Regions from separate parts of the Mus musculus genome. Here regions 1, 2, 3 and 5 are each linked to region 4. A link is a contact called in public Hi-C and promoter capture Hi-C data. All regions are on one chromosome and are shown on one strand. Each heading gives the region's core, a stretch centred on a gene start, on an enhancer-like site or on the middle of the called end of the contact. The rest is flanking DNA. Distances are from core to core; before and after follow the strand shown. Region 1 has its middle 130 kb from the start of Gm38407. Region 2 has its middle 140 kb from the start of Nt5c1b. Region 3 overlaps Gm38407 (predicted gene, 38407). Region 4 holds the start of Ttc32 (tetratricopeptide repeat domain 32). Region 5 has its middle 6.4 kb from the start of Gm38407.

Region 1 (2,700 bases), core at 133-2,632, 1.5 Mb before region 4:
CTGTGCAGTTGGTTGGTGGAGGAGACAGCTCTGGAAGCTTGGGATGTGGGAAGATATGCTGATGTATAGTGGCTTAAAATCTGTCAATAAATCAGGGGTAAATCATTAGCTATGGAGATGTAGGTGAGGAAATAGCGATAGTGAATGAGAGAACACTTCTGATAAATAGATGGATCAAGAATCTAGACTCTAAAAGGTGGTAAAGCTGACACACAGCTATCCTTTGTAGAGAACCCAAGTAAATGAATAGGGCATTTTTGTAGTACTGGAAGAGTGGCATATGTCAACTTGTAGGAGTCTGACAGCATGGCCAGAAGAATTGTCAGTCAGTAGAAAGAGGGCATACAGATATTGGAATGAAAGTATCCTCTTGGTCTCTTATATTTCCTTCATGCTACTTCCTCTCTCACACACCACTCCAACCTCCGATCCTCCCAGACAAGCCATGCTCCAGGAAGAACTACTTTGATCCACCACCACCCTCTGGACCCTCCCACACTAATTTCGTCTAGTGTTGGTCTATTTCCCTACATTCCTTCCCCACCTGGAGGATGCATTCATTCTAATATCTATATGGCCACTTTCCTTTTTTTCCCCCCTTAAGATTCCATTTTAGTACTCCAGTTCCCTGGGAAGTCTTCCTTTGATAATAATCTATCTCACACTCTTTCTACTATCTTCTATCACTGTGGTCTCATGAGACATGTTCCTACACTTGTCTAAACTTTCCTATACTGTACTGTCATCTGCCCCACTCTGATAATTTACTAGTGCTATATAGCTTACTAACAACTTAACATGGTGCCCAGCAAACAGTAGCTCGATATATACTTAGGAAATGTAAAAATAAAGAAAAATGTGAGCAAAAAATTCTAGCTTTCAAATCTTGCTCTCTCGATTTGTCTTTATTCTTCTTCCTCCTCCTCTTGCTCTTCCTCCTTCTCTTCTTCTTTAGTTGTTGTTGTTTAACTAAACCGACCCAGAAAACCCTTATTCTTGCTAAAAACTAGAAGGTTTGTAGTGCTCCAACAGGGTGCGCTACATGAAGTAAACAGGTTCCTAAAAGCAAGTAGTATCTTGTTATAGACTGATTATTCTTACTTCATTTGGTTTGAGATCCTTTGTATTCAAAGGGTTTTCTTTTTTGCACACTGAGTTCCTGTCCTTCCCAGCTACTGTTGCAGAAGTTTTGATGTAGATTCCAGAAGGTCAAGGGTAGTCAACGTGTCAATGCATGCTTCCCTGCCCCCACTAGTCAATCCCTTGAGAATATTCTATTTTACAAAGCATTTTTTTCCCAAAAAAAGTGCCTACACTTCTGGAGCAATTCATCTGCAATTTGCTGTACTTCATAGGGCTCAAAGCCCCCGCGTGTCTAAACTACTAGGAACGATTTCTGGACACGTCAATAAAAGTTCCCTAATGAACAACAGCTGTGAAGAACATGGCTTTAAATAAATTGATTCCAAATTTCTCCCCATGTTTCTGCGATTTTTCTTTTTAAATGGGCACCGCTGACTTTAAACTTGGCTATCTGAGAGAGAGAGGAAGGAAAAAATTATACATTGTTCAAAAAATATTTCGTTCTCGTGCACTTTTTTTTTTTCCCTCTGAAGAGGTTAATGTTCTTCTCACAGATTTTCCTCACTTCTGTTGTAATAGCTTTGTCGAGGAGAGGATGCGTTATATATCACCTCGTTTTCTACCTGGGAAAGTTTTTCCTGAAACTAGGAAAGTTACAGACTCACTCAGATTGGGAGGCAGGATTAGAATTCAGGCCCCATAATCTCAATAATTATATTCAGGGCAAAAATCTAGCTGTCCTGTAAAATTAAACCCAGACCATCTCTCTCACAAGTAGATACCTCTCAGGGCAGGAGTGTTTCTGTTATACCCATCTTAGACACCATTGATTTCATGCCTAACTTGTATTAATTACATTTGTTTCAACATTTGTGTTCAATTATGAAATCAAATTATATTTGATATTTTTCCCTCCAAGAAGTAAAAGGCCACCAATTTGCTTAATACTCCACACAAACTTTTATATCAGAATTACTATACCCCTGAAATCTTAATTAAGCCTTCAAACACATTTAAACTTTACAAGGAATGAACTTGAACTAGTCATCAGAAAATAAAAAGTAGCACTTGGAAGAAGCTCATGACGGATGCTGTTTCCATGCTGGGATTTAACAGCACTGCAGATGGTCATTTTCCCACTTTCTTTCCTTTTAGGGGCGCCTAGAAAATTTGGCTAGGCAGCCACACAGTTTCCCCTCTCTGATCTACTTCTCTGGACATCTGCGTTTCCTGTGGATTGCGTTCAATCGGCAATATTGAAGCAGTAAATATTTCACCTTCCCGTTCCTCTCTTTCACTGTAACTGACTGAAAGGAGAGACCACGATAGGCTTCTATCTCTAAAAAACCCTCCTTCTGTCTCCTGCTGCCCACTTCCTCTGCCTTTTGAAGAAGCAACGTGTGACATTGTTTTGTTGGAGCAGAGGCAAATTCAGGATGGTGGGCGGTAGGATGGAGAGTGGGAAGGGTTGATTTAGGACCCAGGAATTGTTGAACAGAACAAAATGAAAAGCTGTTCCCAATTTGAAAAGTGAGTTGACGTCTGTTACTCTGGTATGCAGTAAAACATGTTTTCCATCTAGGACATAATAAAAGCTACAAGCATTTTACACTGTGC
Region 2 (2,700 bases), core at 112-2,611, 1.2 Mb before region 4:
AATAGTAAAATGAGAAAAATCGCTCCCCAGCCCAGCAAACTATTCCAATGGCTCCTCAAATGACAGATTGTAACAATGTAGAAGTCAATTGCTGAGCTTTTTTTTTTTCCTTTCATCTCTTTGCCAGTTAACACCATTCTCTTCATTGTTTTTCAGTCTCTGAATGAATAAGTTGGGTTAGCTAGCCTGAACTCAGGAACCCTTTATCTTGGTTTAGTGTCCTGCCCTGCCTGTCCTTAAACTAAGTGTATATATAGCCTTTGCCAGATTACATTGTTTTAGGTATTCTTTTAATTATAAATTGTATAAATAATCACTGGCCTTATGTGATATCCTTTGAAAAGAAATATATTATTTAAACTAGATAATGTCACATAGAGGAGAAGGACCTAACAAATGTTTACTGATTGATTTTCTAAGCACTGTATGATTGTAATTGTAGCATTGATAATCATTCATGCTTGTGGTAACTCAGCGCTGCCCAGCATCTTTGTAGAAGACTGGTTTCTTATTCATGTAGTCAAATACCTTAAAGTTCATAGGCAAGTGGCCATGAAGCCTATTTTGTTTAAAGCACTATGACCTTCCAACCTTCAGACCCAGAAGGAATTCCTGTGTAGCAAGCCATATAATGTGTTGCTTCTGAGGCTCTTAGGCCAGTGTGTCTGGGAAAGCTTCAGGCTGGAAGTATTGAGGAGTATTAATGTGCAGACGTAGGATCTGTCAGGAATACGAGCTGTGGTGCAACACAAACCACCTGCAAAGCTTGTGATGTTTTTTGAAACAGAGTGCCGGAAAGAAGGGGCCCAAGGCCAAGAAAGGAAAATGGAGCTGCAGATTGGTGTGCAGCTCAAAGCACAGGCAGGGTAAGGAAGCTGCTCTTGTACTTCTATACCCTCCCCACCCCCAGCTGCTGTTCTGGGTGTCACATTTTCGTGACTGATGGACCATGTCAGGCTGAGGCATACTGGATTTCTATGCACATAAGAAAGGGAACAGAAAAGGTCAATGTCTTCAGTAAAACTTAGAGGATGATTTTACACCAGCAGCGACTCTCCCATAACGTTTAAAGCAGATTCTAATAAGTGGTTTCCAAATAGTAACAAAGCCGTGCAATGAGTTGCCAGGACATAAGCTGGGTGCCCCTTAGACCTTGGGAACTGTAAATCTCGAAAGAAGGCAGATAGTCTCCCCAATTAGGGTGCTAAGATTAGCAATCTCTTTCCTGAGTTTGCCAAAAAACACAAAGATGCTGATACAGAATTGGTAGCAGATCCACTAAAAACAGGCAGCCATGTGTCCATTAGTGTATGTCTGTGCTTCTGTGGTTAGGAGGCATGCAGCTGAGTGATGGGCCGTGCTATTTGTATCTCTGACATCATCAGTGCCTCTGAGGGAGTCCTTGCTAAAGCATGTCTCGTAGTCTAGTTGTTGCTCTTCAGAGCCATGATTTAGAACTACTTTTTCGTTTTGTTTTTTTCTAATCCTAAGTTTTTCTATGTAAGCCTTGCCTGAAACAAACACATAGCTTCAAAAGAATATAAAAGTAACGGTCTGTATAGGCATCAGTGGCAAAATCCTGGAGCCAGGAAATGCGCTTTGCAAAACTTCAAGGAAAAAAAAAAAAGATTTGCTGAGTGACTAGTGATCCTAAGAAAAGTTTCACTCCAGTGGCACAGGAGTAAGTATAGCAGTGTCTGGAGTGTTGGGACACCTCGGACATTAACCAGACCAGCTTTCCCACCTACTGCGTCATCAACATACTTTCTCCCAACACTCTGACATTTCCTCCCATCTCTCCTCACCTCCATCAGGCCCCCATGTTCTGTCCCTCACAAAGTCTGTCCCACCTGGCTTCTTGTCTTGGCTGATGAAAATCTACAGAGGCAGGAGAGAAGGAGCTGGATGTGATGCGGGCTGCAGATTACACGGGGATGAAAAGCACAGACGCAGATCCCATGACTGGTGAGAAGAGTCCACAAGAGAAGTAACTGCAGAGTAATTAGCAGAAGACTGTGTGCGCTGGTACATGGATGTGCTAAAGTGCTCCTACCGACTTTACTCTTTAACTTTGTTAATTTTAGGCAGGGTTCCTAAATTGGTCTTGCTATATAGCCAAGGATAACCAGTCTGAACTGATTATCCTCCTGTCTCCAATTCTCTAGCCCTGTGGTTACAGACAATAATTATGATACCTGGTTCTTGTGATACATGAATGAGAATACTCAATAACCACAAATATAAGATTTGGATTTTTAAGTCCCTAGTTTCTGATTTCAAATATTGCATTTTTTCCATTTGACCCCATTTTTGCTTACATGGATACAAAGATCCAAAACCCATAACACAGAACATAATATTTATTTACATTCTGAAATAATGTGCTGCTTATTGTTTTCAACAATTGTTTGAAACAACTTGGTTTTCAGTCAGTCCATGTGTGTTACAGGTGGCCTTTTGATTAAACAGGCACAAAAGAAGTTTGAAGAGATCACATTTTCTTGGAAAGCCATGAGAGTGAAGAAGACGTATGATTTTTGAAGAATGGTCTTTTTAAATAGCCTTCTATTATTTTACACAATGGAAGAATGAAAGCTAAGATACATGTGATTTAAAATTACTGTTCACTGTTATTTTTAGGGTTTTATGTTGTAGGATAGTTAGCAGGTTAGGACTAGGGCTCTTGCCTAGCAATAACTA
Region 3 (2,700 bases), core at 62-2,561, 1.5 Mb before region 4:
TTGTGTGGTAGTGGACCAGATGGCAGTGACCTGTTAGAGCAGAGTAATGACCTATAAATCTCACTTTGGGTGTCAGCAGGAGAGGGGACAGCTCCTGGAGAAAAGGATAGGGCAATAGCCCCTGAGATGACCACATGTTGTATTCCAGGATTCCATGTCAGAAACTCATAAGCTTGGTTACTTCAAGAGAATACTTTCACATGGGTTATCAGTGAACAAAAACTTGACAATCTGTTGAGAAAAGGGATTCTGTTTTGCTGCAGAGTCAAGAAGACTGATAAATCAGATAGTGAACACTGGGTCTTGCAGAACACTAAGTCTCTCAAGTCCTCTGATTTTTCAAAGGTCAAAGACTTGGTGGTTGCTTTGTCTCTGTTGCTTTGGATTTCTCTGAAGTCCCCACCAGACTCAGATCCCAGACTCTCCTCTTCTTGCTCATACACAGGCTTTCCATTCATATTCCATCTCAATGAACAGGTTCCCCACTCTACCTCGAAACTCCCTTGCTACTATAATGACTTTCATCTTAGCTCTCCAGACTTGAAATTCTAAGTCATCCAAAAGACTGAACCCTTTCTGTCTCCAAGTATCTTCCTAATGAAAATACTATTTCCTCCATATCTTACTAAAATCAATGACTAGTCATTAAAAGTTCTCTGAGTAATAACATATCAGAAAATGATATGGTCCTAGGTTCCTAGCCTCCAAAGTAGCTTGCATTCTAGTGAAGATAAGCAGAGATACGTGTGAGTCAAGACAGAAAATTCAGACGGAAGACCAGATAACTCCCTCTAGATAGCTAAAGGAAACTGTCATGAAGGCCATGACATTGACTTGAGACAATAAATGACAGGTGAGGTTTTAATACCCAGGAGAATGGGGAATGAACTCCCATGTGCAAAAGCTGCATGCATATGAAACCACACATACAACAGCAGGCTGTTGACACAGAAACATGCCTTATACTAGCAGCTCACTCAGAGTTACCTTGTTTTAGATTAGTGGTCACTGCTGGTTGCATGTACATCTAATCGCAATTTTTCTCTCCAGTTGCTACACAGAGCAGTAAGCTGACGCCCTCCTGCATTAGCTAGAGTAGAGACAGAGCCCTGGCAGGTGTTCCGTGAGTCTGATCTGTGAAGGGCTATTGAGAACCTGCAGAAGAAAGCAGGAATGATTTCATCGGACAAGCATGTGACTGCACTAAGCAATCTGTTTTTGTAGGATGAGGTCCCAGACTAAGAAGGGATGGGCCACTATGTGGTACAAACCCACGGGGAACAGGCTTGCAGCTGCCCCATGTCTCTAGTAATCCACTGACGTAGATAGAGCGAACTCCACTCTCCAGCTTACTCATAAACTGTGGCCGTGAAACCCAGGCTCTGTGGGTAAAGGCACCACAATTTCGTTGGGACTACTGCCAGCTACATGGTAACTGGGTCAGGCAAGTCCCAGCCTTTGCTAAAACATTTAAAATGAATAGAGCCGATTACGTTCCCCACCCCTACCCCCACCCCAGTTTTCCTTCAATAGAATCGTGGATTCACTTTCAGAATTTCTAAGCTGTGTACATTTTGAAAGTGGATTTGGAGAAACTTACGGTTTTGAGTAAATAATTGGGAAGTCCGTTGCCTGAAGTTCTTTATTTTGGTTGCAAATTAATCCAGTGGTCAGAGAAATAAATCTTTACTGCTTTACACCATGTTTTCCCAACAGTTGATGTTCATGCTAAAAACATTCTTTGTAATAAAATTGTGCTAAGTGGTTGTACAAACAAATGGGCCAATGGAGCTGTATCAGGCTCCTATAGTTTTAAAGCCTTCCCTTCGTTGCAAATGCCACGACACCCATTCTGAGATCAGGTCCAGCTCCTGTTCTGAGATCCTGTGATCTGCGACCCCCCCCCCCAACACCCTCCATGTTGTTTGTGTTGCTAGGGAGTAGGGATACTGTATTCTTTGTTGTCTACTCTGACCAGACTGGTATTTGCTTTGTTGCCGCCAAAGAATTATGTTTCTGTCAGCCCGGTTTCCTTGGCTTTGGCAAATCCTGGTTATATTTCCCAATTACAAAGCCATGACTCATCTTGTAGCATCTCCTGATTTAAAATTAGCCCGACAGATTGGATTTGTTAAACTGAAAATGGCAGGGAAGGATGGGCCATCCTTCATGATGACAATCCCTGTTATTGGTGGAGCCTCAAGAAACTTGTAAAAAAATGCAGAGATTGTACAAGAAGAGTTTTAACTCATTAGGAACTTTGACTGTTTAGTCTGAGCAGGATAAATAATCATATTTTGTAAAATCCCGAGGCCTGGTTATCCCGTTTATGAAAACAGTTTTGAACTAAGCCATAATAGCAAACTAGTCATTAATATGAGACTTGAATTAAAAAGGTGCAATTTAATTTTCATATGGCATATTCAACACAAATGAGAGGATCCCCTAGCCGTGGCCAGGACCCAGACAAATGCAATTTCTGTCCTTTGATCTTTGTGGCCAAAAAGAAATGAAGAGAGACGAGATAATTTCACCTCAGCTTTTCATTGTTCTAAAAAAATAATTAAAAAGACAACACTTGTTGTTTGTTCTCATATTTATAATCAGATGGCTCTCCCATTTCAAGAAGACAGATGCAATTCCCCTTGCACTTGCAAGGGAAAAGCAATCAAATTTTTGCGAAACTGAGAGCGCTGACAA
Region 4 (2,700 bases), core at 39-2,538:
GATAAGCAGATGTATCAAGAGAGGAGCTGAGACTAGATAATAAATATAGTGAACTGCCAACCTGACCTGCTTCTTCCTGACCCGGCTGACCGGAAACAAAAACCCGGCAGCCTAAAAAGGCTTTTCTACTTTTTTTTCACCAATAGAGCCCCCCACCCCACCCCACCCCCGCTGATGGCTCTGCTATGCTACTACTACACAAGTTCAAAGCTGGATCGGACATGCTTAGGGCTCTGTGCTCAAACTGACCAACCCTCAGTTCCTTAAACCCTCAAAGGAGTGGATCTGCGGGTTCCTGAAATCCTCTTCCGCTTTGCCGAGGGTTTTATCTGTTTGCCCACTCAAGTTTTCTCACCCCTAGGAAACCTTTCCTCATTAGCGGATTCTCTCATAAGCTGTACTTAGTCGTGGCACCCTCCTCCTCCTCCACCACCTCCTCCTCCTCCGCTGCTACCTGCCTGGCTTGAGAGTTTTACTGCCTTTTAATTCCTTAACTGGCAGAAAACAGAATGCAACCAAGACCCCTAAATGTCAAAATTTTTATAATTATCAGATTTTGGCTCGACATACAACCCCGTTTTCTAAAGACTCAAAGCGTAGTGGGAATAGAGGGGTCAGAGTGCACATCTTGATAAGCTGCTCGAACTCAAATATCAAAGTAACAAAGAACTGTACTGGGCAATAAACGTTTCATCGCTGGCTTGATATTCTACAGAAAGGACTCTTGTGATGTTCTAGCGGTGTCACATTAACAACCCTTAACTTCAGGAGTGTGCTGTGACGTCGTGGTAAACACTAACGGGACAGCTGGGTGCAGCGACTGTGCTTAGCTTAAGCGGGTGCTGAACCGGAACCTTCGCGTCCGGAACACAAAGGCGTCGCTGTGGTTCCGAGGACGACCACCTTCCCTGCCCAGAACAGCGGCTTCCTGCCGCCTGGGCCTCTGCGGAGACCAAGGCGTCCCCTCCCCGAAGGACAGGGCTCGGAGGGGATCTTTTCTGGGGAAACCAAGCGGCAGCCCAGGACTCCGCGGTCCGCGCGTGGCTCGGGGACCACCCACGCGCCCAGCCCGCTCTCGCGATAGTTACCTCCCGTGACGCGCGCACTGGCCAATGAAGGCGGAGTACAGCTCCCGGGCCTCGGCAAACTCGCCCCTGGAGAAGCGAGCCTGCGCCGTGGCCAGGGCGGCCGAGCTCTCTCCGCCCTCTCGGCCTGGCCGCAAGGCCATGACCGCCTCACCCGGGTGGAAGCGGAACCACAGCTACCGCTCACGGGACTTCGTTGGCTAAAGGAAAAGGACGTTTGTCCTGTTTGAAGACCCGTAGTATCGCGAGACAACTGGTAGCGCCTGACGCCGTTCGCGGGAAATTAAGAGAATTTAAATCTTTGTGACATGTGTATACATAATTAGATTAGATTAGATTAGATTAGATTAGATTAGATTAGATTAGATTAGATTAGATTAGATTAGATTAGATTAGATTAGATTAGATTAGATTAGATTAGATGGATGATAGATAGACAGACAGACAGTGCCCATGGCCGGGCGGTGGTGGTGCGCATATATCCAGGCAGAATGCTGTATACATAGTAAATAAAGAAGTCTTTAAAAAATTTTTTTTTAGAAAATAATTATAGAAGCAGACAGTAGAGGGCAACATAATATTGCTGTTTTCATTTTAGATACCCAAAATAAGCGTCTAGAGCTATGGCAACAGAGTTAATATTCTGTTACTTTGAAACAAATTTGTCCATGTTTCTGAGTGTGAACTTTCTGTAGTCTCTATGGTAACAATTCTCTGCCACTTCAGTCACTGTATATTTTCCTAAAAAGACTTAGCTTTTTCTCCCATGTGATATATATTCTGTGTATGTCTCTGTGTGTGTCCGAGGATGTGTCTGTGGATGTGAAGACAATGCAAATGCCACATTTCCCTACATTATAGTGGAAGGAAACATGGGATAAACGTCCTTTTTTCCCTTCAGAATTTGTTTTCATGTTTATTTCAAATAATGTCTCAGAAAAACTTTTGATCTGAGCTCTGAGAATAAAGAAAAGTGATTTGTTTTGTTTTTTCGAGACACGGTTTCTCTGTGTAGCCCTGGCTGTCCTGGAACCCACTCTGTAGACTAGGCTGGCCTCGAACTCAGAAATCTCCCTGCCTCTGCCTCCCAAGTGCTGGGATTAAAAGCATGTGCCACCACTGCCCGGTCAGAAAAGTGATCTTAAAGTACATTTCAGCAAAATATAATGAGCTGTGTATGGCAGATGAGAGAGGTCGGCAGTGCCTGTGCAGGTACACTGCTTACCAGAATGCTGGGACCGGCCACATTAGTGCATGCTGTGGCTGCTGGGGTCACATTTAGGCCACTAGAGTACTCTGAACCATGGCATAGCTCGGGATAAGCTTGATGATAACTACAGCATTACTCAAAATCAGTTAATTCATGTTTATTACAAAGAAAAGAGACCAAATGCTTCCTCTTGAATGAGGCTTGTAGTCTTTAAAACTTCAAATAATAAAAAGTCTTAAAATGCCATTTCCTCATTTATGAACATACAGAAATTTAACCTTAAGTAGAAACAGAGCTCATGTCCTAAGCCGCTGCTGAGCCTCCCTGAACCCAGGTCATGTCTGTTCTCTGCTTCAAGGCAGCCCCTCCTACCCTCTGCCATCCCCAGCTACCTCCCAAGGGGTC
Region 5 (2,700 bases), core at 93-2,592, 1.4 Mb before region 4:
GGTACCTGCGATGACACCACATTCTCTCTCCATTTGCCTTCCATCCTTGGCACAAGGCATACCCACAACTGTTTAAAGATGATGAAACCAGAAAGCTAAGGCTCAAGATGCCTCTGTGACTTCGGCTCTCTCTGCTGTCCCTAACCCTCTAGAAGTGCCCAGGTGTCAAATCCTGCTAAAAACCTTTCAGAGTTGAAAGGTCAACTCATCGAAGCCTCTAAAATGGTTACAAAACAATGATTCTAATATGAAGTTTATCTTTGTTTAAAACACCACTGGAAAATGCAACCTTCAGTTTTCATTCATTTGCTTAATAAGTGGTAAAGAGGAACATCAGATCCTGTGTGTATTTATCTAATTTGAGTCGTCTCCTAAATATTTAATTCAGTATTAAATTGCTTTTAAAATAAAATTACTCGGTTTTTCCCCCTGAAACTAAATTGGTTTTGCCTCATAAACACTAAGAAAATGAGGGAAAATTTTAAAAATCATTTTAGTAGTAGCAATGACAAGCTACATGGGGCATTGACTGTAGGCTTATTTTGGCAACCATAATCCTACACATACTCGCTGAATAGCCCTGCATGGCAAACACAGTGTCAGGAATAATACAACAAGATGAAGGAGACTTGGTTCCTGTCCCTTGAAACAGTCTACAAAGGCTGCAGCTCAGGGGAGCTCTCTCTGCACCAGCGTCCTTTTTAGAGAACAAAAAGTTCTCCAGGAAACACTATACAGCGTCTTCCATCCTTGCATCTTCATAATTCACAGTAAAACCTTTTCAGCTGACTTAAGCCTGAAGAGGGGTGGGAGGGGGAAAAAAAGGAAGGAGAGAAAAGAAAAAGAAAAACAAGAACTAAATACATGTGACAATAAATCTGAGATCATAAACCGTGGGATTCCTTCATAATACCACACTCTTCAGAATCAGGCAGTATTTTTCATCTGACACGGATTTAAAGGTAGCTCAAAGAAAACATGGGATTAACTGTAAGTAGTGGGATAGGAACCACGAGCCAAGCTTGCAAATAAACACATCAGAGACTTGGTCTAAAAAAAGGCAGAACACAAATAACGTCCTCTTGATGTGCCTACAGTTTCGTTCAACTGTTCCCAGGTCATGAACTAATTTGCCAAAAAAGAGGTTAACTCCAGTGCAGCAGGCAGCATTTGAGGAAACAGGTTTTGTGCATACTGCCTGTGGAGTCAGGCCACTGGAAGCCCTGCCTATGTAATGGCTCTCAGATGAGCACTTTTAAACACTCTTTTGTGTATGTGAATGGATACAAGGGGCTTTAGGACACTGCAGACTAAGGTCCTTAACAAATGTGGGCTTGGCTTGTTCCCAAATGGATGTCTCCCGAATTAGCCTAAATAAATTGAGGGCTTGAATGACCTTGGGCAATGTACTCCGCCCCCCTCCCTTCAAGTGAGGTGTCCTTCGTATAAAACAAGGGATTGGGATGGGTTGATCTTTCAATTCTCTCCCAGGATCCAAAGGCCTGTCCCTAAAGATTCAACACAGGAAAGCTGACCTCTGCCCCTCGCAGCTTCCAGCTGAAGGAGAACAGAAAAGTAGCCAAAGCCCAGGGAGCGCAGCAGGAGGGTGATTTCCAGCTCCGCTAATCTTCCAGAACTCCAGGGCTCGGAGTCACTGGAGGGTGAACAGCAGCGTTATATCATTTCCAGGCAAGGCCCGTGGTTTCCCCATTTCATCATTTGCTGCCACTGATCTAGCTCTTCTAGCGTCCTGACTTCTAACATGCATAGTAAATGGGTTTTTTTCTTGGGGACTTGACGGCGCATGCACATTCCCAGGCTTTGCTTTCCACCATTGTCAGTGAATAGGTTTAGAATGACCAGCACCTAGCTGGGCTTAATGATCACCCAAGAAATCAAATGCAGCAGCAGCTTATGGGGACCACCCACTTAACTGCCCAAGAGCCTAGGTTGTCCTCACAACATGAGCACTAGGAACCAGAGACCCATGTGATTTTGCAGTGTAACAGAGGACACACAAAAGAAGCGGCTAGGCATTAGATCAAAAACCTAACACAAATAAAAGTGAATGAATACATGAACCAAACACATAGAACGGGGAGGTCGTTATCACTGAACTGCCAGCCACGGAACTTAGTGGTGGTGGTGGTGACCTTTTTCAACATGGAAGGAAAAGCTCGAGTCAGTGTGAGACACAACCTAAAATAGGCTCTAAATCTGGGTTTCCAGTTGGACACCAGAAGCAGTAGAATTCATGAACGGGGATGTCTCTTCTCTAGTGAACACAGCTGGACAGAGGGAGTCCCTAAGCCTCAAGTATATTTTAAGCTGCATCTCTCAAAATGTCAAAAGTGGGATTAAAGTGTAAATGATTGTCAATTCATTCCTTCTCTCCTGGTACTATGCTGTTACAGGCGGATTCTGGTTTATGGGGAGGGGAAAGGTGGGATGGTCTTCCAGTGTAACCGAATAGAGCACAGAGGGAATGAGGAGTCCCAGTGTGTCTTGGGGGAGGGGAGCAGTTCACAGGCTGCTACTTTTTTGTGACATAGCTTTTATGGGGGGAGAGCCAGAATATTAAGCTCATTGCTTCCAGATGGAAAGGTTGGACAAAACAGAGGTCTTGGCTCTGAAAGCCTGGACGCAGTGGTGCGATATGGACCTGACATATTGAAGTAATCGAGATAGAAGATCTGGCTT

Evidence for each region. Promoter capture Hi-C pulls out the DNA fragments that hold promoters and counts their contacts. Hi-C and Micro-C count contacts between places; a contact is called where the count stands out from the background.
Region 1: a contact with region 4 is called in a promoter capture Hi-C map of second pharyngeal arch cranial neural crest, with 18 times the contacts expected there. The contact joins the enhancer-like site here to the promoter of Ttc32 in region 4. A contact is called at or near these places in 13 of 39 promoter capture datasets (the 3T3-L1 cell line, 3T3-L1-derived adipocytes, cranial neural crest and 8 more), 14 of 484 Hi-C or Micro-C datasets (3T3-L1-derived adipocytes, the C2C12 cell line, the C3H10T1/2 cell line and 11 more), 12 of 115 datasets of contacts at active chromatin or transcription factors (the NIH/3T3 cell line, acute myeloid leukemia, astrocytes and 9 more) and 1 of 9 other capture datasets (liver).
Region 2: a contact with region 4 is called in a promoter capture Hi-C map of the 3T3-L1 cell line, with 13 times the contacts expected there. The contact joins the enhancer-like site here to the promoter of Ttc32 in region 4. A contact is called at or near these places in 6 of 39 promoter capture datasets (the 3T3-L1 cell line, the C10 cell line, cranial neural crest and 2 more), 1 of 15 datasets of contacts at CTCF or cohesin (pro-B cells), 8 of 484 Hi-C or Micro-C datasets (the C2C12 cell line, brain, embryonic fibroblasts and 3 more) and 5 of 115 datasets of contacts at active chromatin or transcription factors (the NIH/3T3 cell line, astrocytes, fibro-adipogenic progenitors and 1 more).
Region 3: a Hi-C map of muscle stem cells shows a contact between it and region 4, with 2.6 times the contacts expected there. The contact joins the enhancer-like site here to the promoter of Ttc32 in region 4. A contact is called at or near these places in 4 of 39 promoter capture datasets (the 3T3-L1 cell line, cranial neural crest, frontonasal cranial neural crest and 1 more), 1 of 484 Hi-C or Micro-C datasets (muscle stem cells) and 4 of 115 datasets of contacts at active chromatin or transcription factors (the NIH/3T3 cell line, acute myeloid leukemia, large pre-B cells and 1 more).
Region 5: a promoter capture Hi-C map of second pharyngeal arch cranial neural crest shows a contact between it and region 4. The contact joins the enhancer-like site here to the promoter of Ttc32 in region 4. A contact is called at or near these places in 13 of 39 promoter capture datasets (the 3T3-L1 cell line, the C10 cell line, the SN4741 cell line and 8 more), 30 of 484 Hi-C or Micro-C datasets (the 3T3-L1 cell line, the 63-12 cell line, CD4 T cells and 20 more), 10 of 115 datasets of contacts at active chromatin or transcription factors (the NIH/3T3 cell line, acute myeloid leukemia, astrocytes and 7 more) and 2 of 9 other capture datasets (embryonic stem cells and liver).

The regions. Positions count from the first base shown.
Region 1 is chr12:10,572,278-10,574,977 of GRCm38.p6, reverse strand. No RefSeq gene overlaps it. Among named protein-coding and RNA genes, the nearest start is that of Gm38407, 130 kb to the right of the region's middle. Within about 2 kb of position 1,382, at least 18 of the 459 cell types and tissues checked have an H3K27ac peak or open chromatin away from gene starts, as enhancers often do. A contact at or near this core is called in embryonic limb bud, second pharyngeal arch cranial neural crest and tail fibroblasts, where this site is marked.
Region 2 is chr12:10,229,987-10,232,686 of GRCm38.p6, reverse strand. No RefSeq gene overlaps it. Among named protein-coding and RNA genes, the nearest start is that of Nt5c1b, 140 kb to the left of the region's middle. Within about 2 kb of position 1,361, at least 27 of the 459 cell types and tissues checked have an H3K27ac peak or open chromatin away from gene starts, as enhancers often do. A contact at or near this core is called in the C2C12 cell line and muscle stem cells, where this site is marked.
Region 3 is chr12:10,513,067-10,515,766 of GRCm38.p6, reverse strand. Gm38407 (predicted gene, 38407) reads right to left here. Exons shown (of 12, transcript NR_110487.1): 11 at 988-1,155. Among named protein-coding and RNA genes, the nearest start is that of Gm38407, 68 kb to the right of the region's middle. Within about 2 kb of position 1,311, at least 49 of the 459 cell types and tissues checked have an H3K27ac peak or open chromatin away from gene starts, as enhancers often do. A contact at or near this core is called in muscle stem cells, where this site is marked.
Region 4 is chr12:9,028,585-9,031,284 of GRCm38.p6, reverse strand. It overlaps Ttc32 (tetratricopeptide repeat domain 32), which reads right to left and starts at 1,288. Exons shown (of 3, transcript NM_029321.2): 1 at 1,089-1,288. The coding sequence starts at 1,228. Wdr35 (WD repeat domain 35) reads right to left here. Exons shown (of 27, transcript NM_001159527.1): 27 at 2,438-2,700.
Region 5 is chr12:10,438,608-10,441,307 of GRCm38.p6, reverse strand. No RefSeq gene overlaps it. Among named protein-coding and RNA genes, the nearest start is that of Gm38407, 6.4 kb to the left of the region's middle. Within about 2 kb of position 1,342, at least 22 of the 459 cell types and tissues checked have an H3K27ac peak or open chromatin away from gene starts, as enhancers often do. A contact at or near this core is called in second pharyngeal arch cranial neural crest, where this site is marked.